Linked DNA regions of Mus musculus: regions 1, 2, 3, 5 and 6 are each linked to region 4. A link is a contact called in public Hi-C and promoter capture Hi-C data. All regions are on one chromosome and are shown on one strand. Each heading gives the region's core, a stretch centred on a gene start, on an enhancer-like site or on the middle of the called end of the contact. The rest is flanking DNA. Distances are from core to core; before and after follow the strand shown. Region 1 holds the start of Sh3kbp1 (SH3-domain kinase binding protein 1). Region 2 has its middle 100 kb from the start of Phka2. Region 3 overlaps Phka2 (phosphorylase kinase alpha 2). Region 4 holds the start of Pdha1 (pyruvate dehydrogenase E1 alpha 1). Region 5 overlaps Sh3kbp1 (SH3-domain kinase binding protein 1). Region 6 overlaps Sh3kbp1 (SH3-domain kinase binding protein 1).

The links. Promoter capture Hi-C pulls out the DNA fragments that hold promoters and counts their contacts. Hi-C and Micro-C count contacts between places; a contact is called where the count stands out from the background. Capture Hi-C pulls out chosen DNA fragments and counts their contacts.
Region 1: a promoter capture Hi-C map of liver shows a contact between it and region 4, with 4 times the contacts expected there. The contact joins the promoter of Sh3kbp1 here to the promoter of Pdha1 in region 4. A contact is called at or near these places in 16 of 39 promoter capture datasets (the 3T3-L1 cell line, 3T3-L1-derived adipocytes, the C10 cell line and 11 more), 26 of 484 Hi-C or Micro-C datasets (the 63-12 cell line, the AML12 cell line, CD4 T cells and 19 more), 17 of 115 datasets of contacts at active chromatin or transcription factors (the 230-238 cell line, the NIH/3T3 cell line, astrocytes and 10 more) and 5 of 9 other capture datasets (adipose tissue, embryonic stem cells, liver and 2 more).
Region 2: a Hi-C map of uterus shows a contact between it and region 4, with 2.7 times the contacts expected there. The contact joins the enhancer-like site here to the promoter of Pdha1 in region 4. A contact is called at or near these places in 11 of 39 promoter capture datasets (the 3T3-L1 cell line, 3T3-L1-derived adipocytes, the C10 cell line and 6 more), 1 of 484 Hi-C or Micro-C datasets (uterus), 10 of 115 datasets of contacts at active chromatin or transcription factors (astrocytes, embryonic stem cells, fibro-adipogenic progenitors and 2 more) and 1 of 9 other capture datasets (embryonic stem cells).
Region 3: a contact with region 4 is called in a promoter capture Hi-C map of hippocampal neurons, with 2.7 times the contacts expected there. The contact joins the enhancer-like site here to the promoter of Pdha1 in region 4. A contact is called at or near these places in 6 of 39 promoter capture datasets (the 3T3-L1 cell line, 3T3-L1-derived adipocytes, HPC-7-derived erythroid cells and 3 more) and 4 of 115 datasets of contacts at active chromatin or transcription factors (astrocytes, embryonic forebrain, extraembryonic endoderm stem cells and 1 more).
Region 5: a contact with region 4 is called in a promoter capture Hi-C map of pre-B cells. The contact joins the enhancer-like site here to the promoter of Pdha1 in region 4. A contact is called at or near these places in 5 of 39 promoter capture datasets (the C10 cell line, the HPC-7 cell line, liver and 2 more) and 1 of 115 datasets of contacts at active chromatin or transcription factors (trophoblast stem cells).
Region 6: a promoter capture Hi-C map of pre-B cells shows a contact between it and region 4, with 5 times the contacts expected there. The contact joins the enhancer-like site here to the promoter of Pdha1 in region 4. A contact is called at or near these places in 4 of 39 promoter capture datasets (the C10 cell line, neutrophils, pre-B cells and 1 more), 1 of 115 datasets of contacts at active chromatin or transcription factors (extraembryonic endoderm stem cells) and 1 of 9 other capture datasets (liver).

Annotation. Positions count from the first base shown.
Region 1 is chrX:159,623,974-159,628,804 of GRCm38.p6, reverse strand. It overlaps Sh3kbp1 (SH3-domain kinase binding protein 1), which reads right to left and starts at 1,533. Exons shown (of 18, transcript NM_001135727.2): 1 at 1,114-1,533. The coding sequence starts at 1,117.
Region 2 is chrX:160,601,496-160,606,164 of GRCm38.p6, reverse strand. No RefSeq gene overlaps it. Among named protein-coding and RNA genes, the nearest start is that of Phka2, 100 kb to the right of the region's middle. Within about 2 kb of position 1,729, at least 85 of the 459 cell types and tissues checked have an H3K27ac peak or open chromatin away from gene starts, as enhancers often do. A contact at or near this core is called in fibro-adipogenic progenitors, hippocampal neurons and uterus, where this site is marked.
Region 3 is chrX:160,546,132-160,551,017 of GRCm38.p6, reverse strand. Phka2 (phosphorylase kinase alpha 2) reads right to left here. Exons shown (of 33, transcript NM_172783.4): 11 at 1,748-1,843. Among named protein-coding and RNA genes, the nearest start is that of Phka2, 46 kb to the right of the region's middle. Within about 2 kb of position 1,932, at least 6 of the 459 cell types and tissues checked have an H3K27ac peak or open chromatin away from gene starts, as enhancers often do. A contact at or near this core is called in 3T3-L1-derived adipocytes, where this site is marked.
Region 4 is chrX:160,135,207-160,140,193 of GRCm38.p6, reverse strand. Pdha1 (pyruvate dehydrogenase E1 alpha 1) reads left to right here and starts at 1,764. Exons shown (of 11, transcript NM_008810.3): 1 at 1,764-1,938. The coding sequence starts at 1,882. It overlaps Gm39547 (a long non-coding RNA gene), which reads left to right and starts at 1,947. Exons shown (of 2, transcript XR_878293.1): 1 at 1,947-2,413; 2 at 4,104-4,987.
Region 5 is chrX:159,647,657-159,652,087 of GRCm38.p6, reverse strand. All of the region lies in intron 1 of Sh3kbp1 (SH3-domain kinase binding protein 1), which reads right to left. Among named protein-coding and RNA genes, the nearest start is that of Sh3kbp1, 23 kb to the right of the region's middle. Within about 2 kb of position 1,862, at least 94 of the 459 cell types and tissues checked have an H3K27ac peak or open chromatin away from gene starts, as enhancers often do. A contact at or near this core is called in pre-B cells and trophoblast stem cells, where this site is marked.
Region 6 is chrX:159,674,346-159,679,070 of GRCm38.p6, reverse strand. All of the region lies in intron 1 of Sh3kbp1 (SH3-domain kinase binding protein 1), which reads right to left. Among named protein-coding and RNA genes, the nearest start is that of Sh3kbp1, 49 kb to the right of the region's middle. Within about 2 kb of position 2,745, at least 75 of the 459 cell types and tissues checked have an H3K27ac peak or open chromatin away from gene starts, as enhancers often do. A contact at or near this core is called in pre-B cells, where this site is marked.

The DNA of each region.
Region 1 (4,831 bases), core at 284-2,783, 510 kb after region 4:
TTGGTAAACAATCACAAAAGGGAATTGAACTTCACTAATGAACAACTTACTGGGTTAGCACCCTTTGACTCCTGCCTATTTCTTGCTGGCTAGTGTAAGATCCTATTACCTGCATACAAAAAGTCTCACTTTATAACGATTCATTATAATGTGCAAACTGCTATGCTTGGCCTAGAAACACCCCAAAAATCATATGCTAGAGGCATAACAAGCAAAGGCTGACCAATGAGCAAGGCTAGTACCTAGATAAAGCAAACGTTTACTAGAGACCAGACAGTCACAAGTCCTTTGCTCAGTAAAGTGCCAGTTCCCCTGGGCAGTAAGGTGGTTTCCACACTGTCAGGTCTATAATAAAAAGGATCCTGAAGAGCTAAGGTTAGCTGCCTACATGGAAATTATGCTTGCTAGGTGCATCAAAAACTGGATCACCATTTCCAGTTCCTGGCCCTGCAGACTGAGAGGAGGATATAGGAAGTAGCCTTTGAGTGTAACAGAGTGGAGAGGGGTTCGGCGTGGGGGAAGACAGAGTGAGAGGTGGAGGCACAAGTGGGGAACGCATGAAGAGCTCAGGACCCTGGGACAGCCCGCCATGCCCGGTACTGGGGCGTTTCCTAACCTCCCACCACCGGCATCATCAGGCAGTAAAGACAGTCTAACCCTCTCCCAGAGACCCCGACCTTCAAGGCTCTTCTCAGGCTGGCCCAAGAGCCCTGTACAGGGCCAGAGCCCACCAAATCCTGGTACCCGGGTCCACAGCGCCAGGGAGGGTGCACTTGGGTGGGAGAATGGCAAAGACAAAACTCTCCCCGCCCACCCGAAGAAGCCAACCACACCCCCTGACTCCCTCAACCCAAGCAGCCCCGGAGCTAGCCCCCGCGATTCTCTGCTCAGGCCCCCTCGGGTTCCAGTCCGTGCCGCGCGCGGGCTCCGCAGGGACACTAAAGCAAGTGAGAGTGAATGGGGGTGCGCAAGGCGAGGGAGGGCGCTCTGCGCGATGTCACTCTCCCGGCCCTGCTCCAGGGCGCCCTCCCCGGGTCCGCGGTCCCGGGATGGGCGCGCCAGTCGACCCCTACACACAGATGGGCTGAAGGTTCGAACGGCCCCTGCACTCACCCATTGGCGCCAAGACGAGCCGAGCCGCCGAAGCAGCGTGAAAGTTGGCGGAACCGGGCGTTGGGTTCGGAGCGCCGAGGTCGCGGCGCAGGGATCGGGGGCGCGAGCGTCGGGACGCGGCTGCTGCTGGGCCGGCTTCGTCCTCAGCGGCGGTGGTGGCAGCTCAGCGCCGCCCGCTACTGCCTCTGCTGCTGCTGCCGCTGCTACCCTGGGGCGACTCCTGCTGCTGCTGCTGCTGCATCGCGGCCCCACTGCACCCGGCTGCTCCGGGTTTCCTGCTCTCTGCGAGTGGAAATTGCGAAAAAAAAAAAAAAAGAAGAAGAAGAAGAAAAAAAAAGAAAGAAAGAAAAGAAAAGAAAAGAAAAAAAGCACCGCCCAGCCCAGTGCCCTGCAGCCGCCTCGGAGCCTGCTCTCCCCTCCTCCCCGCCGCGGCGAAGCTCAGCGGCTCCGCCCGCCCGAGAGGCGCGGCCGCCAGGCGGGGGCGGGGTCGAGGGGCGGGGCCCGAGCAGTGTCCAGCCCGACTCTGGGGCTCGTCCTCTGTCTGCGGGGCTCGGCCGCCCCCCTCACCTCTGGCTCTGTCCCGGCTGGAGCTCCGCAGAGGGTCGCCCCCTATCCGCCTAGGCTCGGCTCACGCCCCGGGAAATGCCGCGAGACTCCTCGAGACTGGAGGAGATTTAGGGGGTCCGTGGGGGTGGGGGCGTCGGAGTTGTGGGGCACGTGGAAAAGGTGGATCGAAGGCAGAACCCCGAGAAAGGAGGGCTGGGGGAGGGGAAGCCGGTGGCAGGTGAAGAGCGGGACACCTGCTGTTATTAACAGGTGACACCCCTTCCCTGCGGGGGGGGACATAGAGGAAGAAGGCTGCTAGCAGGGGGCTGTGGGAGGAAGGGGCCTTTGGCTGTGGCTTTGGAGTACTGGCAGACCAGGTGCGAGTTTGGAGCGTAGGAGGTGGTACTGGGCTAGAGGTGCCCAATGAGAAGGGCGCAGTCAGGCTGCTGAGCAGGTCCGCTGCTGGCCACCGCCCCTCCCAGGATTAGACCCTCCTTACACCTGACCCAGTGGTACCCGGACAAGGTGTGGGGCTCTGCTGCCTAGGAATGTTTCTAGGTCCAGAGACAAAGATTGGCTGGTTCTCCATCAGGCATCACTGTGCTCTATTGAGCCTCAAACCCGGATAGACAACAATTTTAAGTGGACACTAAAATGAAAATAGAAATCCATAGGAATTCCTGGGCAACTCAACGAGCTTCTTTTTTGGAGTCTATTCTCCACCACACCTTTCAGCCAAAGAGACTTGCCTGCGACCGCATTCATTGAGCAGTCTGTTGTTTCCTTTCCACTTTCCACCATCTGGTGGTAGGAAGAGATAGTGAGCTAGACTGGAGACAAAATAGGCAACAGGGAAAGTGAGACAAGAGAGAAATTAGATCATTGTCCCCTGCAAATGGAGGCTGGGGACTAGTGAACCCAGAGGTGACAAATAAAAGCTGACCCCATGCCCAATGGAGATCTGCCTTGCGTACCCGGTGAATAATAATAATGCAGCATTATTTGTATATTGGGTCAAAGCCTAAAATTTCTGTAGAAATATGTTGGAGGGTGGAGGGGGTATTTCAGTCATAAGGCTGAGGCATAGAAGATGGTGCTGTTAATGAGTTCTGGCTTAAAGGCTAGCCTGGGACACAGGATGATCCTGATGAGTAAGGGGGAGGGAAGAGGAGAGACTTGCAGGCAGGGCTTTAAAAAGAAGAGTAACAGCAGCATCCTTCTCTAGACACTGGTCATGTGTGTCACAGCAACCTAGACGAATCAAGATACAGAAGGCTCATCCCTACAGTGGCCCTGCTTGTTACGTGCCTTGACGCATCCACATTCTTATTAAGACAATGAAACCTTATGACCCTGTAGTTGACAAACACTGAGACTCAGAGCCTAACTTAACCCGCTGTTAGTAGAACATTCTCCCCTCAACGCAACAAGAACTGTGTCTGAAATTCTGAAAGTGGCTGTCTTGGCTAAGCTCCAGATTATTAGACCATTCTAATTCTCTCTCAAAGACATTCAGACCCCCCCCCCCCAAAAAAAATGGTTAGGCATGTGCTCCATAAGGAAATAGCTGAGCTAGATTTATGGTAGCTTGGCACATGGGTGCTGAAGATTTGTGGTTGCTGACCCTTGTATTCTCAGAGTGATGAGTCAAAATGATGAAGAACCAAGTTCAATTCCCAACAACCTCATGGTGGCTCACAACCACTTGTAACTCCAGTTCCAGGGGATCTGATGCCCTATTTTGATTTCTGTGGGCACTACACAAAGGTAGGGCATACCCAGGTAAAACTCATACAAATAATGTTTTTTTAAAGAAATGAAGTCATTGAACACTGTTGAAGAAATCAGCCAGACTTACCTATACATCACAAAGTCCAGTGAAGCCAATTCCACATCCCGCAAGGGACTCTAGAGAGAACGAGCTTGCTTTCTCTGCTTAACATTAGTCTCAATCTTAGTCTTCAAATTGAATTGCTTTGCCAATCTCGCAAGGATAAAGATAGGTCCCTTGAAGTTTTGAGTCTTGGTCTGTGTTTTGTATGGTCCAGAAAAGGATCTATGATAGCTATACTTTCTGTTTGTTGACTCTAGTAAGTATATAGCAAGCCAAAGTAAAGGAATGGATAGCAAGAGATAGATAGCGGAACATCATCAAATCAGGTACATACAACCTATTTCTAGCAGAAACTGACTCAGGAAGTGGAGGGAATCAGCTAGAGTCCTGGCATCTTTTTCCCATAGCTGGCACTTTTATATCATGGGATAAACAATGGTGATGACCTCTGATGGAAATGGTTCAGCTTCTAGCTGGTCCCAAGGACACAGTGGTTTTACTCTTGGGCTGTTTTCCTGTAGTCTCACTCCTGAGACAGAGTTAGGGGAAGCAGCCCAACCCTAGAAAATGTTCTCGGGTGATGCTTTGAAATAAACATGCTTGGGTATGAAGTGGGGGCAGGGGGCAGCCCCAATTCCAGAGCCAGCTCCTCAGTGAGCACAGGTCCAGTTTGCCAATATAATGCTCATTGCAGTCTACCTCAAGGATGCTTTGTTTTTGTGGTGCTGGGCCTTGGACCCAATGAGTGTGTGAGTGCCAGACAACTGAGTTGCAATCCAGCCTAACTTCTCTTTCTTGATCTGAAGACCTCTCACCCCTATTCCACAGTCTGAATGGACTTCCTGCAATGACAAACTCTGCATTTTCTCACAAAATAAAGACTGATAATAAGACTTATTTTTTTTTCTTGAGGCATGTCCTGCCTTTAATGTCTTAAGTCAACCAATTGTCGATACTATTCAAAACTTGAGAATTTTTCATCTTTGGTTTCTCTAAATTACGAATGAACATTCCTTTTCCCACTTATTGCTCCGTTCTCCTGAATCATTCCTATTGTCCTTTCATCTTTCTTTGAGAAGCTCTTGCTGACCAGCACAAGAAAAGTGAACGTCAAGATTCCAGTCCAGCCGCTGACATGAGTACAAGTGTAATTCCGCATCCTGCCTCCTTCCTACAAGTGGATCTTCTAAACAGAATAGATAATGCAGGATTTCAAACATAACCCGAATTATGTTAATTCATTTCATGAATATTTCTAGAGAAATACAATTGTATTTAATACCACAGCTTTGTCCCACTGAACTCCCATTTCTACCAGAATAGATAATGGGTTTGGAA
Region 2 (4,669 bases), core at 480-2,979, 470 kb before region 4:
ATTCTGGGGGAACCTCTAATGTCACCATGAAGTGGAGTCTGGATTGTCAGAGTAGGTAGTCTACCTTGGAACTGTGTTCTAGGCTTTGTCCCTAGCATCCTTCCTCTCCAGAAGAATACATGTATGAGATGTCTTTATGTAAGAATATCCTATGGTGAGATCAGAGGACATCCCTACACTGCCACATGACTCCCTTCCTGGGGTCCCTGAACTACTTCGATGGAGGTTATCTTAAAGGAAGCCTGTCAGATATTGCCATAAGCCTTTCAGAGAATGTCCTTGGAGCTCCAAATAAGATTATCTTGGGCCAATGAAAATGTCACCGTTCTTTGTTCTTGGCAAGAATCCCAGCTCCCTCAGCTTGGGAACACCATTTACCCCACACCAAATGGAAACTTCATTTGGATATTATGTTCATCTCCAATTAATAAATTACAAGAGGAGAAGTTAATTCATCACTTGAAGCTTGGGCCAATAAAAACTGTCCACAGCATAGGAAACAGAGGATGATAAAGCAGCCCCTCATTAGGGCAGGGCTCTCATTTCTTTGAGGTCCCTTGCATGTTGGGTCTGAGTATATGAAATGGCTTCCAGGGAATCTGTCATTGGAACAGTCCCCACCTCTGGAGGGACCCAAATGAAGTGACAGTGTTAGAACTAGAAGTGCCTCCAATATGTTGAGTGATGAGGGTGGCTTTGTCATGGCTGTAGGGACTCTTAGTCCATAGCCTGGCATGACCCAAAGTGGCAGACAACTCCCCACTCATCACTATTTGCTTTAGACCCTACCCTGCAAATCTCAAGGGAGAGAGCTGTTCCCTTTTCTCAGAATGCCTGTGTAGCAGAGTACCATGGGAATGCATGAAGGAGTCTCGCTCAGGCTTGATGCTAACGTGTGTGATGGAATGTATGTTTCCTTGCTCATAGCAAAACTGACTAACTAGGGTGCAGGGAAGGCCCTGGTAGCTTTCCTCCCCTGGGAATGTCACCTATGCCCAGTCTCCTGACCATGGTTTTCTGCAAAGCTCCCTTGGTGTTCAGTGATGTCACTGAAAGGCTGGTGACATTGATGTCAAATGATGAAAAGCAGCAGACCCTCAGCTTGTCCTCTGTGCACCGTTCTCAGCCTTCCCATCACTCACTAACATTTTCTAGCCATCCTGTGAGGAAAAGGCTATTGTCATTGCTCCTGGTTCACTGAGGACAAAATAGAGACCCAGGAAGGTTAGGTAGATGTTGGAGGCTACATGTGATACCTGTCTTGGTCTCTGGATTGCCCAAAAGCTATTCATGAGACTTCATTTAAGCCATCTGAGCCCAGAACCTCAATATTCTCCTCTTTTTCCAAATTTATGTTTAAAAAAACCAGTTGCATATATTATAATCACCAAAATGGCCATATTTCCCTCTGTTTTATTTTTATTTTTCTGTCTCTGGCAAGCCTAGGGTGCCATCCACCCCAGGGAGGAATCCCGGGAAATGAGGAAATGTTAAGTGTCTCAGTTAAGTGTCTGCTAAGCCCCAGTCTCAGTGCTCTTCCTGGCTGTTCAAGTGCCCCTTAGCAATGTCCATCTTTGAGCCTTTGTCACTGAAAGAGAACAAATAGGGGACAGTAATCCTGAACTGAGGCATAAAGTCCCCCAATTCAGCAAGTATAAATGGAAACTCTGAGGCCGTGTGATTCACTTTGCCAACATGACTCATGTTCTGCTAAGGTTTCCATGAACAATATGTTCACAGTCTGGTTTAATTATAGCCTAGATCTGCCACTGCCTCGGTGAGCCCCAGAGGCACCCGGCCCTCACCCCCCACTGTTGCCAGTTAAAATGTCTCCCAGGGAGAGAGGGGGAGAGGACACTGGAAATGGTTTTCTGCCAGTTCTATTGGTCACATGGCATAGTGGATAGTCTCTACAGGGGGGCTTAGTGAGGGGCAGCACCCCCAAAGGTGCTGGAAAAGCATGTGCTCACAGGGTGCCTGTACTGCTGGGGCTTCCCCTCCATGTAGAGTTGAGATTCACAAGCACCCAGTGTGGGTGTTTGGAGTGATCAATTGAGAGAAAGAAACAGGGTTGAGTCAACGCTCCTGCAAGCGAGGGTGGAGGGAACCCCGAGGCTGCCTGATGAGCTTGGGGGTGGTTCCACACATGGGCTTGGTGACAGTGGACAGAAAATGAAAAACAAACCCTGTCCCATCCACTTCACAGGCACTTTGCCATTGCAGTGGAAGACACAAGGGCTCCTGCTTGGGAAGGGTATCATTTTACAAATCTAGAGTGGACCTTTCACTCTCTTATGCAGCTATTAGAGTGTTTCAGAGGCAGCAGGAGCTGGCTGCCAAGAGTGGAACAGAGAGAAGGCATTTGGGGCTATCTCTAAAAGGAATTCTTTGAATGTTAGGTTCCAGGAGCCTTACCCCTACCTATATTATAAAATTTAATATTTATTAAGCAATTTATTATGTGCCAAGTGATATCCATGCACTATACAAATATTAATATGTTTGTCTCTTGCAACAACCTCAGGAAGCAGAGGTGCGATCATGGAGCCAGTCACTGTGGAGCTGAAGGTGGCAGCATGCAGGGCTTGGTCTGGAGCTTGTGCTCTGTAGCACTGCTGGCATTGGGTGGCACTGGGCACCAAGGTTGTGGTGTGGGGACAGAGCCTTGAGGAAAAGCAGCTCTGTCTACTGCATGTCCGTGACCTCATTCTCCCATAGTTGCAGGTGGCCCTGGAAGCTGAGTCTAGCACCCCACTCCATGTGTTCTGAGGGTGTCCAGTGGCTCAGAGAAAAGATGAGATCTGCTTCCTCAGCCTTCTTCCTTCCCAACAAATTTCAGATTCACTCCTGCATTCTTCACCCCCACCCCGTATATATGATGAGAGAGAGAGAGAGAGAGAGAGAGAGAGAGAGAGAGAGAGAGAGAGAGGGGGGAGAGAGAGAGAGAGAGAGAGAGAGAGAGAGAGAGAGAGAGAGAGAGAGAGAGAGAATGTGTGTGTATGTGTGCATGTTTGTGTGAGTGCAGACACCTGTGCTATGGGGCACAATGTGAAGGACAAAAGACAACCCTGGTGTTAGCCCCAGCTTCCCACCTTGTTTGAGTCAGGGTGTTTTTTGTTATTCACTGCTGCCTACATCAGGCTATCTTGATGAACAATCCTGCTTCCATATTAGGCTTGAAAGCTATAAGACAAACTATTTCTGTTAATGATTAAACCTCTGTTTCTTAAGGATTAGGCTATGCCCCACCTGTAACTACAAATGGCTCTGAACTGCCTGTTCTAGGAATGATGATCATGCGTTTGTTTGAAAAAGTTATGTCCATCTCACAAACATGTTGTTTCAGGAAGTTATGACTAACTTGTCATGCTTATGTTCTGCTTCTATAACCCTGTTTGCCCACTAAGTCCTCCATTTGGAAACCCCCTACCCCTGAGCTATAAAACCCTTATATTCCCTATGTCCAATGCTGACTTCTTGAACCTCACCTTAGGGGGAGGCAGCCCTTGTACATGAATAAGAATGCTTATTTAATCATTTAATAAATTTGGCCACAGTGATTTGGGTTGGCTGTCTTTCTCCTCCCATCTTCTGGAATTCCCTTATCTGTCTCCCATTTCATTGTCGAAGGACTTGGATTCCAGAGACTTGTGCTTTACATGGGCCCTGGAATCCACACACAGGTTCTCATGCTTGATTGCAAAGCACTTTACCCACTTCTTCTTCTCGTCCCCACTCTCCCATCTAAGAGCACCCCTATTTCTCTCGAGGAAAGCAGGGCCACTTTGCAATAACAGGCCCTTAGGTGCCAAGTGTCAAGAGGAAGAAAGCATGTCAGTTAAAGCTACAAGCAGGGGTTAGGATGTGCCTCCCTTCTCCAGTGCCATGCCCTGCCCTGGCTGCAGGGGTAGAGTGGAGTGTTTAGAATGGAACACAGGTCAGGGCCTTAGCCACTCTAGGTGTTCACAGCAGATGCTTAAATTGGCCTCACACCAGGCAAGCTAGCTTGGGGGCCCTCAGAGTTCAACGTCTCACACTGTATTTCTCTCTACTAGCTGCTGTGTAAGACCTGCCAAAGCTTTCTATTGATACAAATGATCATCAGCTTTGTATACTGAGAAAACACCCTAGGAAAGCTGAGTCACTATTCATAGGCACAGTGCAAAGGTCACCTGTCTGAATGCAAATTTCATTTTTTTGGAATCATCCTGGCCTGTCCTTCAGAGTGCAGCCTTGCTTGCAAGATCCAGCATGGAGCTAGGGAGTGACAGCTACAACTGGCTCTTGAACTTCTGCCATAGGCCAACATGAACAGTGTAAGATTGTTAAGCATTCATTGTTGCATGCATTCATGTCTTGCTGACCTCTAGACTTAACACACAAAGATAGATTGTATAATCACCATATATTTCAGAGAGGAGGAAACTGAGGCACCAAGAGACTATGTATACTCAGAGGTACTCTAAGCAGGAGGTGGTTGAAATTCTGTCTGCTGATGAAGACAGGATTGGGGGTTCAGGGAGCAGTTGCAGCTGGGGTCTGTATCAGAAACTAAATGCTGGCTCCCTTAAAGCTGTGCCAAAGGCACCTCGGGTCAAGGTATCTAGGGTGACTGTGTCTGTATTACATCTGAGACTCTGGTTACCAGCTTTGGCTGTTTCTAAAACAC
Region 3 (4,886 bases), core at 683-3,182, 410 kb before region 4:
TATAAGCTAAGTACACTGAATAAAGAGGACACTGAATGACAAGTAGATACCTAAAAGTCAGTGTGGTCTTTAGGAGAGAGTTGTAGAGTAACATTTTTGTGATGTACAACCAGCATTATCTTGCAGGAAGCAAAGCACAGCCCTGATACCAAGTATTTACTATGGTTAGTGCCTTTTGGGAGAGCAGGGATGGATGACTAGTCTCTACCATAAAGTAGGTGTACTATCCTTGAAGATAATGCATTCTCCCTTGCTTGGTTTCCAGCTTCCTTCCATTGATGCCACAGTACTAGAGTATGAGCAATCTGAACATGGAATATAAAAATGTAGCTATGGAAAGTGACCTCAACACCTCTTACCCTTATCAGCATTCACACCATCCATAGCATACAGATAGAAATGTAAAGTGAAGTAATTTGCAGAAGACTTTATGACACACACACACACACACACACACACACACAAAATCCCTGGAAGACTTCATAACTTAGTCGGTATGGTGTGACACAACAGAAATCTTATCTTTAACTTGTCCTAAGAACACTTGGATGATATACACCTGCCGTGCTATGATGGAAATATGGAGTTTCTGGAAGCTCAGACCCAACAGTCTAGGTAGGACTGAGTAGATAGGGACATTGCAAGGAAACTCCCCACTCCCCGCCACTCCAGTGAATCCAGAAGTGAACCAGCTGACTAGGTGGGCTATTATCAATGTGAAATAATCCAATGCTTCCAGATGTAGAATATTCTATTTCTTATAGAAACTCAACTCCTTCATTTGACTTTTCTTTTGATCTAAGTAGTCATTTATGTAACATTTAATAGTTCCTTCTAGATCACAGTTCTCAACCTATGGTTTGCAACTTCTTTGGGGGTCAAAAAACCTATTCACAGAGGTTGTCTAAGACCATTGTAAATATCAGATATTTACATTATGATTCAAAAATTATAGTTTTGAATTAGGAATGAAAATAATTTTATGGCTGGGGGTCACCACAACATGAAGAACTGTATTAATGGGTCACGGCATTAGGAAGGTTGAGAACCTCTGTTCTAGATTAGGGCCCAAAGTAATACTCAGAAATTTTATGCCATTTAAGGATCAAATTTCAGACTCATTTAAAATGTATATTTTTAAACATTCCTTTGCAAGAGGGTCATACAAAGTAGCCTTGAATTACTGATCCTTCTGCCTCACATATTTGGAGGGTGAAATTACAAGTCACTGCTCATCAAAATGTATGTTCTACATGAAATTAAAAGAAAAATCTACTACATCACTACTTTCAAAGGTCCAATAGGGCATCCAATGTGTAGACATTTCTACTAACTGTAAAATATACTACCCATTAGCAAGTGGTGTGGCTTTGTGTGAAGGCCCACAACCTGGAGTCTAGAACCTGGGGTCTGGAATCCTAGATTGGACAGGTTCCAGGGGCTTTGATTTCCTTTGGTAAGGTGTGTATGGGCCTGATTCAAACACAGATTAGGGACAGGTATGCTTCAAAGGTTTTTAGATGCTGCCTCCCTAGGACATCCATGGTCAAATATGTTCCATATGTTCTTCAAAGCTATAATTCCTTATGATAAATAGGAAAGCTATATCTTTTAGAAGCAACTTCTGATTTCTAAAGAGGAAAAGAGGTCATATGCCCTAAAAGGTGGGTAGAGAATACCAAAAAAGCCAAGCCCTAACTCACTCGGTCTAGATGAGCCCCACAAGGGCTTGGTGACAACTGGTTACCTTGTCTGGTGGGATGGCATAGAGTTCTGGCACCAAGTGGATCCCATCTTTGCCTCTGATTAATATTCCCTCCAAGGCTTCTCGGTATTCTTGGACCTGGAAAACAGCCCCAGCATCTTTAGTGTGACAGAGGTCTGGCAGTTAATTATGCAATGCCAGTACAGCTTAGGAAACAGTAACAGAACAGGCCTCTGGGCTACAAATGCTTGGCTGTAGAACAGAGTGACTCTGGCTGTCAGAAATGTTAGGAGAAGGGAGACACCATTGCTTTTTCCCCCTGAGCCAAGCCCCACTTGCCTTGTTTCCAGGGAGAGGGCAAGGGTAGCCCCCAAGAAAGTAGCTGTTTGGTCTTCAAACTTTCCACAGAGCTGTCATTTATACCATGCACATCATTCCCAAGCCATTCTCATTTCAATAGTTTATTCTTAAGTTTTCTCACATTTGAAATATGCCTTACCAAACAAGTTTAAACATCTTGAAATGTTAGGCAACATATTATGTTTCTGCCTAAGTAGGAGCCCCACCCCCTTTCTTTTTTCCTTTTTTTTTTTTTTTTTTTTTTTTTTTTGGCTCAAGGGCCTGGGGAGATGGCTCAAGTCAGCAAAGTGCAACTGTGAGGATTCAAGTCTGGCTGGGCATGGTGGCAGAGGCAGGCAGATTTCTGAGTTCAAGGCTAGCCTGGTCTACAAACTGAGTTCCAGGACAGCCAGGGCTACACAGAGAAACCCTGTCTCAAACAAACAAACAAACAAAAGTCTGGATCCCTGGAGTCCACATAAAAGCCCTGGTGGCACATTTATGACCAATGGTTCCCCAAAACTCATTGACCAGCCAGTTTACCTAAGTTGATAAGTTCTATTAGTGAAAGACCCTATCTCAGACAATAAGGTAAAGAGAGGCAGAAAGCAAGATACCAAGCATCAACCTCTGGTTTTCACATGTGAACATACTCTACACACATACATGATCATGTACATACTACACATACATACAAATGACACATACACACAATGCTTATTGGTTAGGAAGTATTTGCTGGGGTTGATATTGTGGTTTGGTGGTAGTGGCGGCCTATAATGCAAGGTCTTGAGTTTCATCCTCAGCATCACACACACAGACACACACACACACACACAGACACACACACACACGGGTGGGAGAGCAAGAAAGATTGATTTGTTGCAAAAATCGAATGTGAGACAAAAAGGAAATGCATGTACTATGCTCCATCTACACCATTATAAGGATGCAGCTCTCATTATAATGACAGCTTTTGAAGCAAACACTCCCATTACACTGAAAAGGCAGTGATAAAAACCAACATCACAAAAGAGGAAAGAAGTAGGACAGAAAACGTCACCAGCCACCAGCTATTTAAGCATGGCTTTTTGGAGAGCTCAGTCAATTATACTTCCAGATCTCATTTTCTGATCATTTTAAATTTATGGATGGCAAAGTCTGACCACAATTATAACATTTTAAAATGTCAACAAGGAAGCAAGATTGCGCAAAGAGGCTTTTAGGTCAGATCCAGCTCATGTCATCCAAGCTCTGTGTCCTAACCGTGAGGTATCTTCAACAGCAGAGGCTTGCCCTCACCCTTGGAGAGGAAAGCAAGGGCTCCATCAATAAATAGTCTATGCTGCACTGCTTGCTGCTTGGACTCTGCCTAATCATTTGAAAGAAGGTTTCTCATCTCTGGTACTGAGGTTTTCATTAGTCTATGGTTCTTGTGGGGAGCACTGTCAGCTCAAGTAGCTTAACACACATACATACATACACACACACACACACACACACACACACATTAGCAAGGGCTAGGGATGTAGGTGAGTGGTAAAGTAGTTGCCTTGCATGCAAGCCCAGGATTTGGGTTTGGTCCCTTATAGTGCTAAAAAAAAAATCTAAATAATATGACAACTAGAAGAGAGAGCATAAGTGGGGAGCATTATAAATTGAGATACAGTAATGAAGTAACAAAAGATATTGTATCCTTTCACTTGAGCATGCTTTTTTGTTTTGACTGCTTACTTACCTTTACCTTACTCAAAACTAGTATTAAAAGATTCAAAATTTTCCTTTGTCTTTATAAATATATACATATCATATATACATACATATACTCAAACATATACATACATACACTCATTGTTCAGTATAATTTAGAGAGATAGAAAGCTCACATGAATGAGAATAAGGTTGGTGTGGTGGCACATACCTTTAATCCCAGCACTTGGGAGGCAGAGGCAGGTGGATCTCTGAGTTTTGGGTTAGCCTGGTCTACATAGTGAATTCCAGGAGAGCCAGGACTACATAAAGAGAAACCCTACCTCGAAAAACTAAAAACTAAACAAACAAATAAACAAAACAAAAAAACCATAGCTTTTAAATTAAACTTTAATTTCATTTTCTCTAGCTTAAAATATATAAAGATTTGGGTTATTTTTTTCTTATGTAAGTTATACAAAAAACATCAATGTCTAACAAGAACATTGGTCATGTCTTATGCCATAAGTTTTAATTTTTCTTGACTTAGTATCTAAAATGTCATATAGTATGATTAGCTGGTATTAAAAATTAAAACAATATTTGAATTTTACTAATAAAAAGGAAGGCAATTCTATAGTGATTTCTTCCAGAGCCTCATTTCTAACCACTGAAATATAAGTAAGATAGTTTATTGAGTAAAAATAACTGTAAATACAGGGATGGGCAAATATATAATCAGTCTCATGAAAAATATATAAATTCCAGTTATTTTAGACATGTTTGTTTCATCCATAATGTTCACTCCATTAGGTCAAACTGTATTCTTGATTACTTAATTTTAGATATAGTAATTTCTGTCTCACACAGAGGGTAAAAAGCAATTGAAATCCAGGAGTTTCTTGGTGGTCTTTACCAGGTATTATTCCTCTCTCCCTTTGCTTCATCTGTACTAGATTCTCAAAAAGAGCCTTCCTAGCTCTAAGGACCTTTGAATATTGGATATACACTATGTGGCCTCTGAATGTACAAAATATGATGCTTGGCCAACAGGGGAGCAAAAGCTCTTGAAAATGTGAAGGGAAAGCTCTTGAAAGGAATCGGTACCTGCAGAGGCTGATTAGCAGTACTATGGAGAGATTGGAATGCTGCA
Region 4 (4,987 bases), core at 515-3,014:
CTCTCTCTCTCTCTCTCTCTCTCTCTCTCTCTCTCTCTCTCTGTGTGTGTGTGTGTGTGTGTGTGTGTGTGTACATGAAAGGACAAATCACTTAAGCCCTCAGACTTGGTGGCAAGTGTTCTTACCTGTTGAGCCATCTTGAGCCTTGGCTTTGTAATTTTTTTTTTTAACAAAGAAAAGGTTGTAACGAAAATATTCTAGTTATGAAAACACTGGTTCCCTTGTTTCCCCAGGGCAGTTTCTTTAAGGCATTAACTTTTGTAATGATAAATTTCTTGTTGGAGGATATTTTGTAATAATGCAAAAGTCTTGTTTCTCATTTTTTCCTGCCATTCATTTTAGCTTCTATTGATAATTCCTGCCTGCAGTGGTGATGGTGTCTTTGTGAAGTGGTGATTCCCACCCACTCAATCTGTGTATATTTGTGTGTGCACATGCACGCGGAAGTCAAAGGTTAATTTCAGGTCAGTCTTCCTCAGTCACTCTTCAGCTAAACTTTTTGAGGCAGGGTCTCTTACTTATCCTGGCTATTACTTCAGTTAGATTGATGGACAAGCAAGCACCTGGGATCCTCGTGTCTCTGCCTCTCCGGCACCAGAATTCCAGGCAATGTTGCTCTTTTCTCTTATTCAGTTGCGTATTTGTGAAGGATCTGTGGCTCTTTCTTTCCCGTGAGTTATAATGCATCACTACAGCACTCATTTCATCCTTCATCCATGGAGATCATAAATGCAAATATTAGAGGACTTTTTATCCTGGGTTCCCAAGTGACCTCCTAGAAATGCTACCTGGCCAATCCATGCTGGACATTTGAATGGAAAAGTCAGCCTCTGTTTCTCTGACCCAGTGATAATGTGAAGCTGACCGATCCAGGCAACAGTTTGAACTTTGAGAAATCATCATCTGCACGTTTCCCGTGTTCTCATAAAGTCTCGTGTCCTAATCTTAATAGTGTTTGGGTAACAACAACACAGGAGATACAGGATTCTGCCTTTTCCCAAGCATAAAGGACAGACAAACTGCTTGTCTATAACTGAGTCCCCCATGAAAAGAAGCAAGCTAACAAAAAATCAAAGAATAAACGCTAAAGCTAAACTCTTGGATGTCTATGGTCAACGATTAATATTTGCTTTCATTTACTTATTTTGATTTTTTTTTTAGATAGCCTCGCTAAGTAGTCCAAGCTTGTCTTGAACTGAACAGACAGCCTGACCTCCAACTCTGGCTATCATCTGACTTCAGACTCCCTAAGGAAGGAATGACAGGCATGTGCCACCACACCCAGCAACATCCAGCATTTAACTGTTAAATCTCACCCAAGTCAACCAGGGCAACACTTTGCAAGGAATATGTGACCTTTTAAAGACAAATTAGTGGCAGGACCATTTCTAGAAACCAGATGATCTGTCTTTCTTGCCCTGGCACCATGGCTTCTCTGTGTAATGGAACAAGGCTGCCTGCCAAAGCTGTACCACAGGCCCGACTGGGCAAAGGGCAGGACCCGCTTTCACCACTTCTTCGCTGGTCTGTGGTACTCAGGGCAAAAGGAAGGAGAGGCCTCTTCCCCACGCCCCGGGGCCCCCCACTTTCCCACGCAGGCGCCCTGGGACACCGGCCTCTTCACCCTCCAGCCACAGCCCCACCTCATTTTTTAGTTAATTAATGGACGGCCACATGTTCCTCCTCAGAAGGGCGTAGCCATCGCCAGCAACCATTCTGGTTGGCCTGCAGACTAGCGCGGCGTGTGATGCCGTCGCGACTCCGTCACTGCGTTTTGGGCGTGGCTTCGGCTCCGGGCGCCTCAAGGAGACTTGGGGACGCCCGCACCACTCCTTTTGAGTGCCTGGGTGCCGCGGCCGCCGCGTGAGTCTGCTGCGCTCCATGAGGAAGATGCTTGCCGCTGTATCCCGCGTGTTGGCAGGCTCTGCGCAGAAGCCGGTGAGGTCGCCTGATCCCGGGAGGCCGGGGTGGGGCTGGAGCCGGCCTGAGGCGGGGCAGGAAGAGGGCGGACCGGGCCCCCCTGGAGCGCACGGCTGGGGGCTGGGGACGAGCTGCGGGACTTGGGTGGGCTTTCCGCGCAGTCCGTGTCGCCACTGGCCGGGGGAAGAGCGGCTTGAGAACGGGCCCGGTCCGCTGTGCTTCCCCCGATCGCCCCCAGCGGAGCTTCACGCCAGCTCCCCTGCAGCGCCCCACAACTGCTCGTCCCTTACGGGACACTGGGAGGCGGAGCTTGGGCTTGCTCCAGCCTCTCTGGACTCCGCTGACTTCCACTCTCCTTCATGTCATTGCTCTTGGCTATGAGGCCACGTAAGACGAAATAAAGAGCTCCCAGTCCCGGGAGTCAGGTTCCGTGCGCACTCCGACTTCTTCGTTTACTAGCCTTGGCACCAGGAACCATCAAGAAGCAGGATATGTAAAAACTCGTCTGAGGGCCTAGTTCTCTCATCTCCATAATGGAGATTCTGAGGACGCTACCTTCTGGGGGGGTGGTTATCTTGAGTTGGTCAGTGGCACGAATGCCAACCCTTCTGCCTGGCACCTGCCAAGGGCCGGTGTCCAGCTGCGTGAGCATTTGTGGATCACCTGTGTTCTGTTCTGAGGAAGGTTCAGGGAGGTCAGGTTCACGGAAAACAAACTTCCTCCACTCCCTGCTCCTCTGAACTTTTTCTTGGCAGTCAATTTTCGAGCAATCGAGCATAACCCAGAGGAAGCCGCCTTTACCCTTAAACACACAGAGGCTTAGAGTTCAAAGTAGCGAAAGAAAACAGCAATGGTTTTCGGAGAGTTGGGATTAGAGGTTAAGACTTATGGCCCGGCTTTAAGAGCTGTCTAATACCTAAGCTTTTAGCATTTTGACCTCTAGCCACACAGAGGTTGCCTTCTCTTGGTGTAACTGTCATCAGGCTTTGACTTGTAATTCTGGTTCTGTTGATTTCTTTAGGATTTGATGCAATTCTGCTCAGTGTGGGGAGGTTGTAGAAAGGTCGAAATGTCCTTCTCTAGGAATTGCATCAAGGAATGGAAAACCACCATTTGAATCTGAACCGGCAGCAAAGCACATTTCTACGACATAGCCAACATTTATTGAGCTCTTAGTATGTGTCCTGAATTCGGCCACGATCTTCACGCGTGTTAAAAGTGCATCATTGATTTTCAGTTTGTTTGAACAAGTTTCTTGTGTGCAGAAATTGTTAGTTGAAGGGAAATTTGTTTATAGCTTGGGGGCTGGGCATGAAATAAAATTGAAAACGAAAAGAAGCTTTGTTCTCAGTGGAAAGAAAAAATAAACAGCTCTGACTAGAATCAAAGTTTCTATAAGTTGCATTAGAGTCCGAAATCAATAAAAATCATACCTTCTGCTTTGAAGACATGTGCTCCTCTTTTGGAGTATAAGAGGGTACTAGGAAGCTGGGAACACTTTTAAATCTTCCTTCGACACTAGAAGCTAACCTTAGGTGTTGTATCGCTTTGTCTGACAGCCGTTTACCGTTTCCTTTAAATTCACCTTACAGCAGGGAAAAAGAAATAGATTCTAGAGTCGAATTCACCATAGGAAGTACCCAGTTTTTTTCTCACTTTTTGTTGTGGTGGAACATATCCAGAAAGTAGCTTTTTAACTTTTCTTTTCTTTTCTTTTCTTTTCTTTTCTTTTCTTTTCTTTCTTTCTTTTTTTGAGACAAAGTCTCACTATGTATCCCTGGCTGTCTTGGAACTCAGACCTCTTTGCTTTTCTACCTCCGGAGTGCTTGCATTAAAATCTTGTGTGACCACATCCGGCATGCTAAGGAGGAAGAGAAGTAGGTCTCTTTGTCTTTGTCTCTGTGTCTCTGTCTCTTTATGTAAGGGGCTCACTGTGTAGCTCCTGGCTGGCCTGGAACTCACATGTTGACTAGGTTGGCTTCCGATCAGAGATCGGTGCCTGCCTCTGCCTCTTAAAGAAGTGGAGCAGCACGCCCAGCCACTAGTTTTCTTTGTGTCTATAGTTGTTACATGGTAATTAGGAACCATTCTTGAAGCCTTTCTGAGTGTTTCAAACTCTGGAGTCGTATCTCTTATCATTTGCAAATCTAAGTAATTGCAGATTTCTTTATTTCCGCCCTCAGAACACAAAATGGCTCGAGGGTTTTAGTTTTTCCTGTTGTACAGGTGGGTGAAAAGACTTTTAAATTTTAATTTAAGCCCTGCAAAAAGATCCTTACCAATAGTAAACAGTGGCCAGCCGAACTTGTGTAACAAGAACCATTGGTAGCCAAGGATACCCAGAGGCGAGGGGGGGGGGGTGTTAGGCACTTGCTCTTTGATGGCTGCCGAGTTGTGCCTTAGTTCAGAGCCCTTATCTTACGCTGTGGCCTCTGTGTGCTTTGTACCTTTCCACCTTTTATTCTGCTAGTTGTTTTCCCCCTTAACAATCAGGGAAACATGGAGATTTTGCCTCAGGCTGTAAAGTTGCCTCTGTCTCCTCACACTTTTTGGATGCGAAACTTTGAAAGGGTTTACAAAAGTTGCACTTTTAGTTTTAAATGGAGGTGAAAGCTTTCAAAGTCTGTAAGACCAAGTGAATTTAAATTTTTTTCTTTTGCCTTTGTCACTTGTATTTGTTATGCTTTCTTTTGTGAGATTCTTTTCTTAACTACCATTTTTTTTTGTCTGCATATTAGGCAAGATTTTTAATTCATGCTGGTACATTCTGAGAATTCTTAAATACTTTTACTTGGCCACTTGAATAATCCTGTGTTTAGATACTGTTATTTTCTTAAGTAGATTGTTCAAAGTCTCCATGCCGGTAATTTAATTAGGGGGGAAGTGTAGCTCAGACAGAGAGCATGCCCTTAGCAATTGGAGGTCATGTGTTCAATCCCCAGCCAACCCAACCCCTGCCCAGCCCCAGAAAAGAAAAGCTGACAGGAATCTCATTTAAAGTTAATTCTTATTATTTTGGTTTTCTGAGAGGCACTGAGAGACACAGTTGTGTCTCTCCACCTCCAAC
Region 5 (4,431 bases), core at 613-3,112, 490 kb after region 4:
GACTATATGAGAGTTATGGAAATGTCCTGAGAATAGTAACAACACACCTGTGAATATACTTGATGCCACCAAACTCCTCATTTCAAAATTGTTAAAAGTTATTCAGTAAGCTTTCAGCTGAAGGAGAGTGGAGACAAGTATATGGGTGAATTTGGAGGGAGGGAAGAAAAAGAAGAAAAAAGGAGAAATGTTCTAATTATATTAATCACAAAAATGAAATAAGATTTTTAAGTAACCTCAATCCAGTCACGAGAAAACACAATTGTAGAACAGTTACCCAAATAACTAATCAATATGCTTCAGAACTATCAAGGTCGTGACAGATGGAGGAACTGTCACAGACAGTGGGAGTCCAGGATGGAACAACAACCAAATGAAAGGTAAGATTCTGGACAGGATTCAAGACAAGAATTTTTTAAAAGGACCCCAGTCAAAAACCTGATGACATTATATAATACTTTCAATATAACAAATAGTATTATGCCAATGTTGGTTTCCCAATTCTAACAAGAACATAAACATAACTATGATTATGAAAGATGCTAGCCAACCATACGGAAAACTGGGTGGGAGCTATGTGAAAGCCCAATATCACTTTTGCATCTTTTCTGCAAGACTGAAGTCTGTTCAAAATAAAGTTTTTAAAATTTACTTTTAACTTATGTACATTGGAGTTTTGCATTCATATGTGTCTGTGTGAGGGTGTCAGAAGTCCTGGAACTGAGTTGCAGACATGTGTGGGCCACCATGTGGTTGCTGGGAATTGAACCCAGGTCCTCTGGAAGAACAGACAGTGCTCTTAACTGCTGAGCCATCATCTCTCTAGCCCCTCAAAATAAAGTGTTAAAAATCAACTCATGCTTTCAAAAAAAAAGCAGTAAAATATATTCTGGTTTATTAATTAGCTTTAATTCTTAACCAAAAATGCTGGATTCACACTCGAAGTACTCATATCAGAAACAAATGCCCCTCCCAGGCATGGTGGGCCAGCAGGAAAGACTAATCAGAGTTTACTGGCTGCAGCTGATGAACCATCAACATGAGCAATGGCCCTGTGACCCATGAACTGGGGAAAACACTGTAATGGCATGCTGATTCTTGTAAGAACTACAGCGAAGAATCTACAAAGCTCAGCACTCTGCCCTCTTCAGAAAGTACTGTGTCCGGGCCCATGTTTGGCTAGAAAATAAAAGCCCTGGCCTCCTTCTGGGGGTTAGCTGAATTCTGCCACTGTCACACAGAGACACTGTGACTGGGAACTTAGCACAGCTTCCCTGTGCCTTCCGACTAACACGAGTCGGGCGTGGCTAGAATATTCTCTGATCATAAGGCTGTGGGAAATGACCCTCAAAGTTCCCTTCTATTGTGTCCCAGGAGAGCATGACAGTTCTTCAAAGTACAACCCAGCATAGGTCAGTTCACAGCAGAGTCTACCTTAGGAGTCTGAGAAAACGGCCAAGGCTCTGTGAATCTGTACAAGTCCGTTTGCAACCCCCAGAGCAGAGCTCTCCTGGGACTAGATTACATGGGCTGCTGCTCTCCCTACCCCCCACTGCAAGACTCAGCGCTCATGCTTGAAGCCTTTGTGTTTCGGTGGCAAAAGCACAACCCGTATCTAAACAGAGACCAAATGTATTCAGTCTAGAGTCTCCGCATAACCTCAAGAGAGGAACCAGTTCCAAAGCACAGGATAAAAAAGGCCCCTCTTTTTCCTTTCTTTAGGTCAAATGTAGCCAACCCCATCTTCTATTTTCTTTCTCCCAAGGGACTGACTCGACTGCCATTTCCTGTCTTCATCTTCCTGCTTCCTCCTTACTCACTGGCTGGCCAGCCCAGCTGTGACTCGTCAGCTCCACTCCATGCCCCCCTTTAACAGCACGCCACCGTGAGGCTCTAGCCCGAGGGCAGCCTGCCTCTCATGAGCCATGGTCTGAGAACTGCACCTTCTTAATTTCCTGCAGTGCTGTAAAGACGGAAGCTATCCTCCACCATGAGCTGCTACTGACACCATTGCCCACTACGTGATGAGAACAAAAAGTCCCCAGTAAACTATCTAGAGTAATGCATCCCCAACACTGCCCACATATGAAATTCCAAGGACCTGTGAATAACCAGCAAGTTGCCAACAAGGTTGCCAGTCAGTTGGCATTAAAATGGGGAGATTAATTAACCTGGATTCTCCAGGTGAATCTCACATTATGGAAGACACACTGAAAGAGGTCAGAGTGGTGAGATGCTAGCAGAGTTCACCTTCTTTGAAGACTCAGAAAGGAAACATGAGCAGCTGGGGTCAAAAACAAGAGATTTTTCACTAGTTCCCAGTAAGAAACACAGCCCTGTCAATACCTTCATACTAAACACATGAGACCCACATCAGACTCCTATAGAACTGGGAGACAATACACTTGTGTTGGGTTTGTAGTAATTTGTTAGGGCAGTGTGGTGCTTTGAATAAGAATGGCCCCCATTGGCACATAGATTTGGATGCTTGCTCTTTAGTTTACGAAACTGTTTTGAGAAGCATTAGGAGGTGTGGCCTTATTGGGTGTGTCATTGGGGGCAAGTTTTGAGCTTTCAAAATCTCCCCTTGTCTCTCTCTCTCTCTCTGTCTCTCTGTCTCTCTCTGTCTCTCTCTCTCTCTCTCTCTCTCTGTGTGTGTGTGTGTGTGTGTGTGCCTCTGCCCTGTACTTATGGATTATAGTGTAAGCTCTCTGCTGTTCTTGCCACCACCATACCTTTGCTCTGCCATCATGGACTCATCCTCCGAAGCCATAAGCCCCAAAATAAATAAATTATTTCTTCTGTAAGTTGCCTTGGTCATAATGTCTTATCACAACAAGAGATATGTAAATAAAACAGGTAGCAATAGGAAACATAAAGTCCTACTTACGAAATGCCATAGCAGCATGTTTGGGGCCTAATGAATAAGCAAGTTTTACTTAAGTAAATCTATCTATGCAAAATCCACAGCATTTTCATGTCTTGTCTGAAAACCTAGCTCCATGCCCATAGCTACTATCAGTCTTCATTCCCCTAGCCTTAATTCCAAAAACCAGAGTCCAATAACTAAAAACACGTGTGTTTTTATGTCACAGGACAGGTTCTAAATAGAACACTTTGCTTGTGCCATTTTATGAGGTATCAGTTTGACACAAATCTTTAAAAAGAAAACCCACTCAGAGTTATTTTTGTAAGTGAAGGTGGGCAAGAACGGGGATAGTAAAATAAGATTATTACTTAGGCAATGAGCAATGCAAGGTAAGCCTCTTCTTATCATTTAACGCAACACTTTGCAACTAGAGATGATGACACCAATTTCCTTTTGAGACCCACTGAAGCTCACAGTGTCTGAGTCCCAGTCTCAGGGTTGCTTGCTCTTCAGGAGCCTCAAAGGGTTGGGTTTTTTTTTTTTTTTTTAATGCAAACTGTTCTTATGGCTATTGGTTTAGCTGGTGCCATGAGCTCGTAAAGAGCCAGAATGAACTCTTTTGAACATCATTTTCTTGTAGTGAGTACCCTAAATCCACAGGGAGACAGAACCCTCCTTAAATGGCAGATTCGGCTAAAAGAGAGCAAACATGGAAATTAGCACTGTTCTTTCGTTCAATTTGGGTCTCCTAAACTCCTTCCAACTAACTGAGAGGGAAAGTTTAAACTCAGATAGGGCCCATCTGACAAAGGTCTTGCTCATTGATTCCAGTTGCCTGCACTTGAAAGGAGTTAGGGCTAACAGAGGATAACCTAAAAATAAAAAGTAATGATTTCCAATGCCAGGACAGTTGGGCCACTTAAGCTCTACTTTCAGTAAGTCTCAGTTGCCTAGGAAGCAGACATATGGCTCCTCCCGTTCTCCAAAGTGTACTAACATCCAAAGGTAGAGCTGTCTAGGACACATGAGATGGTCCCTAAAGGAGTGGACACACATAACATCCAAAGCAGGTTCACTCAACATTCATTGTCAACATTCAAGACAATCCAAAGAGACTCAGCATCCTACTACCATCTCCACCATTACAGACTGTTTGCATGTGAGGCCAGCTGATGGGAGCTTCCACTGCCAGTTTAGAAGATGAAAGACTGTGTTTTTAGCGGGGGGGGGGGGGGGCGGGGGGGGAGAGGCATTTTTTAAGCAATTACTCCCTAATGAAAAGAAATGAACTCTGCTGTAAATGGCAGTGTCTGGTTCAAGATAAAAAGTTTGAGTCCAGTCAGTGAAGGAAAGAAGAAAAACATCCCTCATTTGAGGCCAGCCAACTACACTTCCCTAAAATGCAGGATGAACGCCCTGTAGAAATCAGCCCATGGGTTCTCATATCTGAGATGGACTCTGCACAGCCAGGCACACGAATTCGCTTCATTACAGGCCCAAGAGGAAGTGTGGAAAGCCTGAAGGCTGACCACAACTTAAACTGATAAAGTAGAACCTTCTAT
Region 6 (4,725 bases), core at 1,496-3,995, 460 kb after region 4:
AAACAGAACTTAACAGTCTCTCTAACCTTAGGAAAGTTCCCTCCCTGCCTTTCAGCCTCAAATGGTCCCTGACGACCTCCAAACCACCTCCCTAGCTTCTCTAACCCCTAGGCCTCTCTGGCTATGCCGCTGAGTTCCTCCGATGTTGTAGTGATGATTTGTGGGTCCTCCTGGTGAGCTTCTAAATGCCTTTTGGGTGTGGATCAATCACACTTAGTTTGTTCTATGCTGGCCACTGTGAGCATCCAGGGCATACAGTAGGTGCCCAATGCAGACTTGATAATCCAACCACTCAGCAACTTACACTTTATATTGATAGATAGTTTCTGCCCAACAAAAGGTACCTCTAAAATGTCAAGTGCCAATCTCATTTCTGCAAATTGAGTCATATTGTTCAGTGCACTAAGGGAGTTTGCTATTTAAAAGAACCTGCGGTTAATTCTTTTGTGACATGAATAATCACTTCCTGCTTGCTTTACCTTTCCTGTCGAGATGAATTTTTTTTTAACATATCAGGTTTCTCTTAAGGCAAGAAAGCTGTGCGTGACTTTGTTAAGAGCTCCTAAGTCATGAACTATGTCTCTCTTCCTCCCTTTCAAAGGTTTCAGGATTTTTCTTTCCAACGTAATAGCACAAGTTACAGTGGCTACTGAGTACATGAAGTGTGGCTTTGTGTGAATCAACATGTGCCATAAAAGTATAATGAGGGGCTAGAGAGGTGGCTCAGCAGTTAAGAGAACTGGCCGCTACTCTAGGGAGCCCCACTTTGACTGTCAGGATCTACATGTTGGCTTACAACTGTCTTTAACTCCAATCCCAGGGAGAACCTACGCCCTCTTCTGGCACTTCATAGGCACTTCATGCACATACATACTTGCAGGCAAAACACCTATGCATATAAAAAATACTTTTTCAAGGTACAAGGAGCACTGTTTGTGATAGTGCATATGTGGCAGTCAAAGGACAACTTCTAAGAGTTGGTTCTCTCCTTCTACTCTGTGGGTCCCAGGGATCAGTGATTATTAGGCTTGACAGCAAGCACCTTCACCCACTGAGTCATCTCACTGGTCCCTACAACAGACACTTAGAAACTGCTTCTGTTGCAAAGTAATGACTCCTCACTTGGGTGCACAGATAAGCTAAAAGCAGGATGAAAATCTGGCCATCTGCCTTTATTTTGTCTCCTTTACTCTGCATCACCTGTTTGCCTCTGCACGTAGGCTTGCTAATCACTCAGGAGTATCTAGAAACCCACAGCACCTAACCTATGTCATTTCCTTTCAATGCTCAAGGCTAACTGCACGAAGATAGGAGTCACTGAGATATCTGACTGTCTGCATTTTACAACGTCCTGTCCCACATACCAGAAAAGGCACCTAAAGGTTTGAGTCATTGTTGTGACTCTGTTGTCATCTTGGATTGTGGCAATAGCCAAAACTCCCTGGACAGGACACACCCCCACCCCAAATGGCAACTATTGTGTGTGGTGGCAAGGCTGTACCATGGAACAGAAGTTATTACCTGCTGAAAGCCAGCCTTCTCTATCAAGCAGTGTGGCCTTCTTTGGGTCACCACTGGAACCAGAACTGAGACTGTGGTCACTCAGACCATGTGACCAGGGTTGCTAATAATGCAGCCTCTTGTCCCTAGCACAATCCTTCTTTTAGTAAAACCTAAAGTTCATGTCAGTACCCCAAAGAGAAACTAGGAACTACTTGATCCCTTTATTTGTTTTCCTTCCCAATAGGCCACCTCAGTTTAATCTTTCTCTGCTCAGCACCATTGCTCATCTCTTGAATTGGAGTACTGAGACAAGTACCTGAGCCTAGGCTGTGGGACTGCTGGAGCTAGGGTTCTTGCTCTAAGACTCCAATAGCAAAGAATACAAAGAAGCTGAACATTTTTTTTTTTTGTCAAATGGACTGCTCTATAGCATGACACTTTGGACCTACCGGAGTAAATAAATATTGAAATTAATTTGAACTAGTTTAGCTTTGTTAATGTGGCTGCTAGAAAGTTTAAATTATGAGTGTGGCTTGCATTATATTTCTATCGAATAGCAACAGTCTAGAATAATGCTTAGCAAAAAAAGCAGGAAAGACCTCATATCACACAAACACGGCCAGACCCCAAGTCTGTGCTTCCAAGCGCATATCCTCATCTACAGGAAGCTGCAGGTAACTCTAGCAAATGAAGGTAAAACATTACCTACAACTTCTTTTTAAATGGTACCCTTTGGGAAACTTTCTCTGCATGAGCCCCAAATTAAAGCACTAGATGAGGTAAAGGATCTCAGAGGTGTAATTAGGACAAAAGTAAACAAAATCCCATACTTAAAGACACTATAAATTACAAAATTTAAAAATGTCTCCCCATCAGAAAAAAACACCGCCCTCCAGTTGCCTGCTGTGCCAAAAAGCCAGCCTCCACAAGTTTGCTGTAACTATTGTCTGCAGAAAAAAGCCAAAAGCTACAGTTAACAAGAAAAGCTAGAGCCGCGGGAGATAAGAGATCTGCTTAGAAATGCTAACACTTCAGCCTTCCCTATCTCTGCCTTCAAACTTGCTGAATGTCTTCCCCCCCAAAATGGGTGGGTTTTTGTTTTGGGTTGTTTTGTTTTGTTTTGTTTTTTAACTGTTAGGTTGGCTAAGCCAGCTGTCAAGCAGATAGATGGGGAACAGAGGCAATGATACAGCCCCCCCCCCCCCACTGTGGGGCTCAACCCCTCCTCCCTTGCCCCTGAACTTCCTCTATCTTTGCTCCACTTAGAGCTGCATTTCATGCTGGCTTACCCCAAGCAGCCTGCAAGCCTCATCTGGTAAAAGTCCTTTATTTATCCCAGGATTCTGGCTCCCTGACCTAGCATCCTCTGTGACTCAATACATATGTGAATGAACCAGGAAGCATGGAGGAGGATGGGAATTTCCAGTGAACTTCCTTTGTTCTATACACATACACATGTTGTCACAAAGGTCTCAGGAGGTGTGACTTTACAGCTTAAGCTTTAATCATTTCAGAAGTAGAAATGTCACATACTTGCGGGTTTACACTTTTTTCATTGTGCTCATTCTGATGGATACATTTTTTAATTTTAAAGTTTTCTTTCCATCCTGTTTGATGATAATATAGAAAACCAAGAAGTAATTTTCACCAGAAAAGATCTCATGAAAAAGAAAAGCATAATTGCTGATTACTGATGATAGAAATAACATCAGATATCATCTTGTCAAATACATTTTCTAATTTTGCAGGTGAAGAACTGAGGTCTAGAATGTTCCATGACCAAGATTTGGCATTGCCTCTCTTCCAAATGACAGATACAGACTTGGGCACCACTGGAAGAGCTTCTTCCTTGCCTTCCCCCATGTAGCAGAGTTTCTACGATATCCAGAAGTTATAGCAATCAGGAACAAATAAAAACCTCTGGTCAAATCTAAAGAGACAGAAAATAGATGAATGGTTGCCTGGAGCCAGGGATGTGGACTGATTAGGTGGGTATGCGGGAACTTTTGGGGTGATGGAAGCATTTTAATCTTAAACTGTGGGAAGAATTGCACAATGCTATAAACTTATAAAAAGATTTTTAAAAAATCTCACAGTGTACACTTCCATATGCGAAATGTTATAGCTAAATTTATCTTTTAAATATAAAAGTGGAAACACTATGTGACCCACATTTAGGAACTTGTAACTGTAGTATTTGCTCAAGTAGTTGACTATGTAGGTACCCCCAGGGAGCCCCCACTCTCCCCATCCAGGGAAGCAAGCCATTTGGAGAAGCCCCCCCCCCATGAGATCCAACCTGATGAGAATGCAGCTGACATGTCCAATACTCTGCCAGCCCATGCATGGGCACAGAAGCTAAGTGACTGCCAGCAATGTGACAGCAGCTGGAGATGGCTAGAGTGCACGCTCCACCAGAGCTCCCAGAAAGCAGCCTGCTTGCCACTTTTCCTACACTTCTTCCACCACATAAGCCACCCCAGAGCCTTTCCATGAATCATTCACCGTCTTTGATTAAGAGACACTTGGTTTCTGTTACTTACAACTCACAAACTCTGTACCAGCTTCTTCCCTACAGAAGGTCAAGTTCCCACTAGTCAGTGCTTTCTCACCAGAGTCTGGGGTTAGGGGCTTAGGGACCTGAATTTCCCCGCCTCAAGGGCACAGGAACTATGAGGCTCTGCACACACAAGCTGATCGTCATTTGTTTTTTGTTTTTTTCTTTTGTTTTGGGTTTTTTTTTTTTTTTGTGATCTTCATGAATACACAAGTAAGGGCACAAAGTCAATAAAGACATGATTCCCAAGGCCTGACTCTGGTAGGAAATTATCAGCAGCTTCTCTGAGGAAGACGGGCTCAGAACTCAGATCCCAACGACAGAGCCACTGGGTATGGACTCTGAGCATGAGGGAATCGAGCACAGGCCAGGATGGCTTCTTCTAGAACACAGTGAGGTCTGTCATGGACCCAAGAACAGCTCAAAGGACTAATTGGACATCAGCAGGGGAGGGGGAGTTGTGAATCAACACAGAACAGAGAAAAAGGCCCACCACTTCCTGACTGAAAATATTCCTGTCGCTCAAGGAACCCTGGCCTCCCAGGCCACCAGCACCTTGTATAGATAATAGGAGCTATAAGAAAACACCTGATAGCCCTAAAGGTGAATTCCAGCCTACATATTTACTATTTTATGGCATGAGGCAAAACACCTTGCCTGAGTTC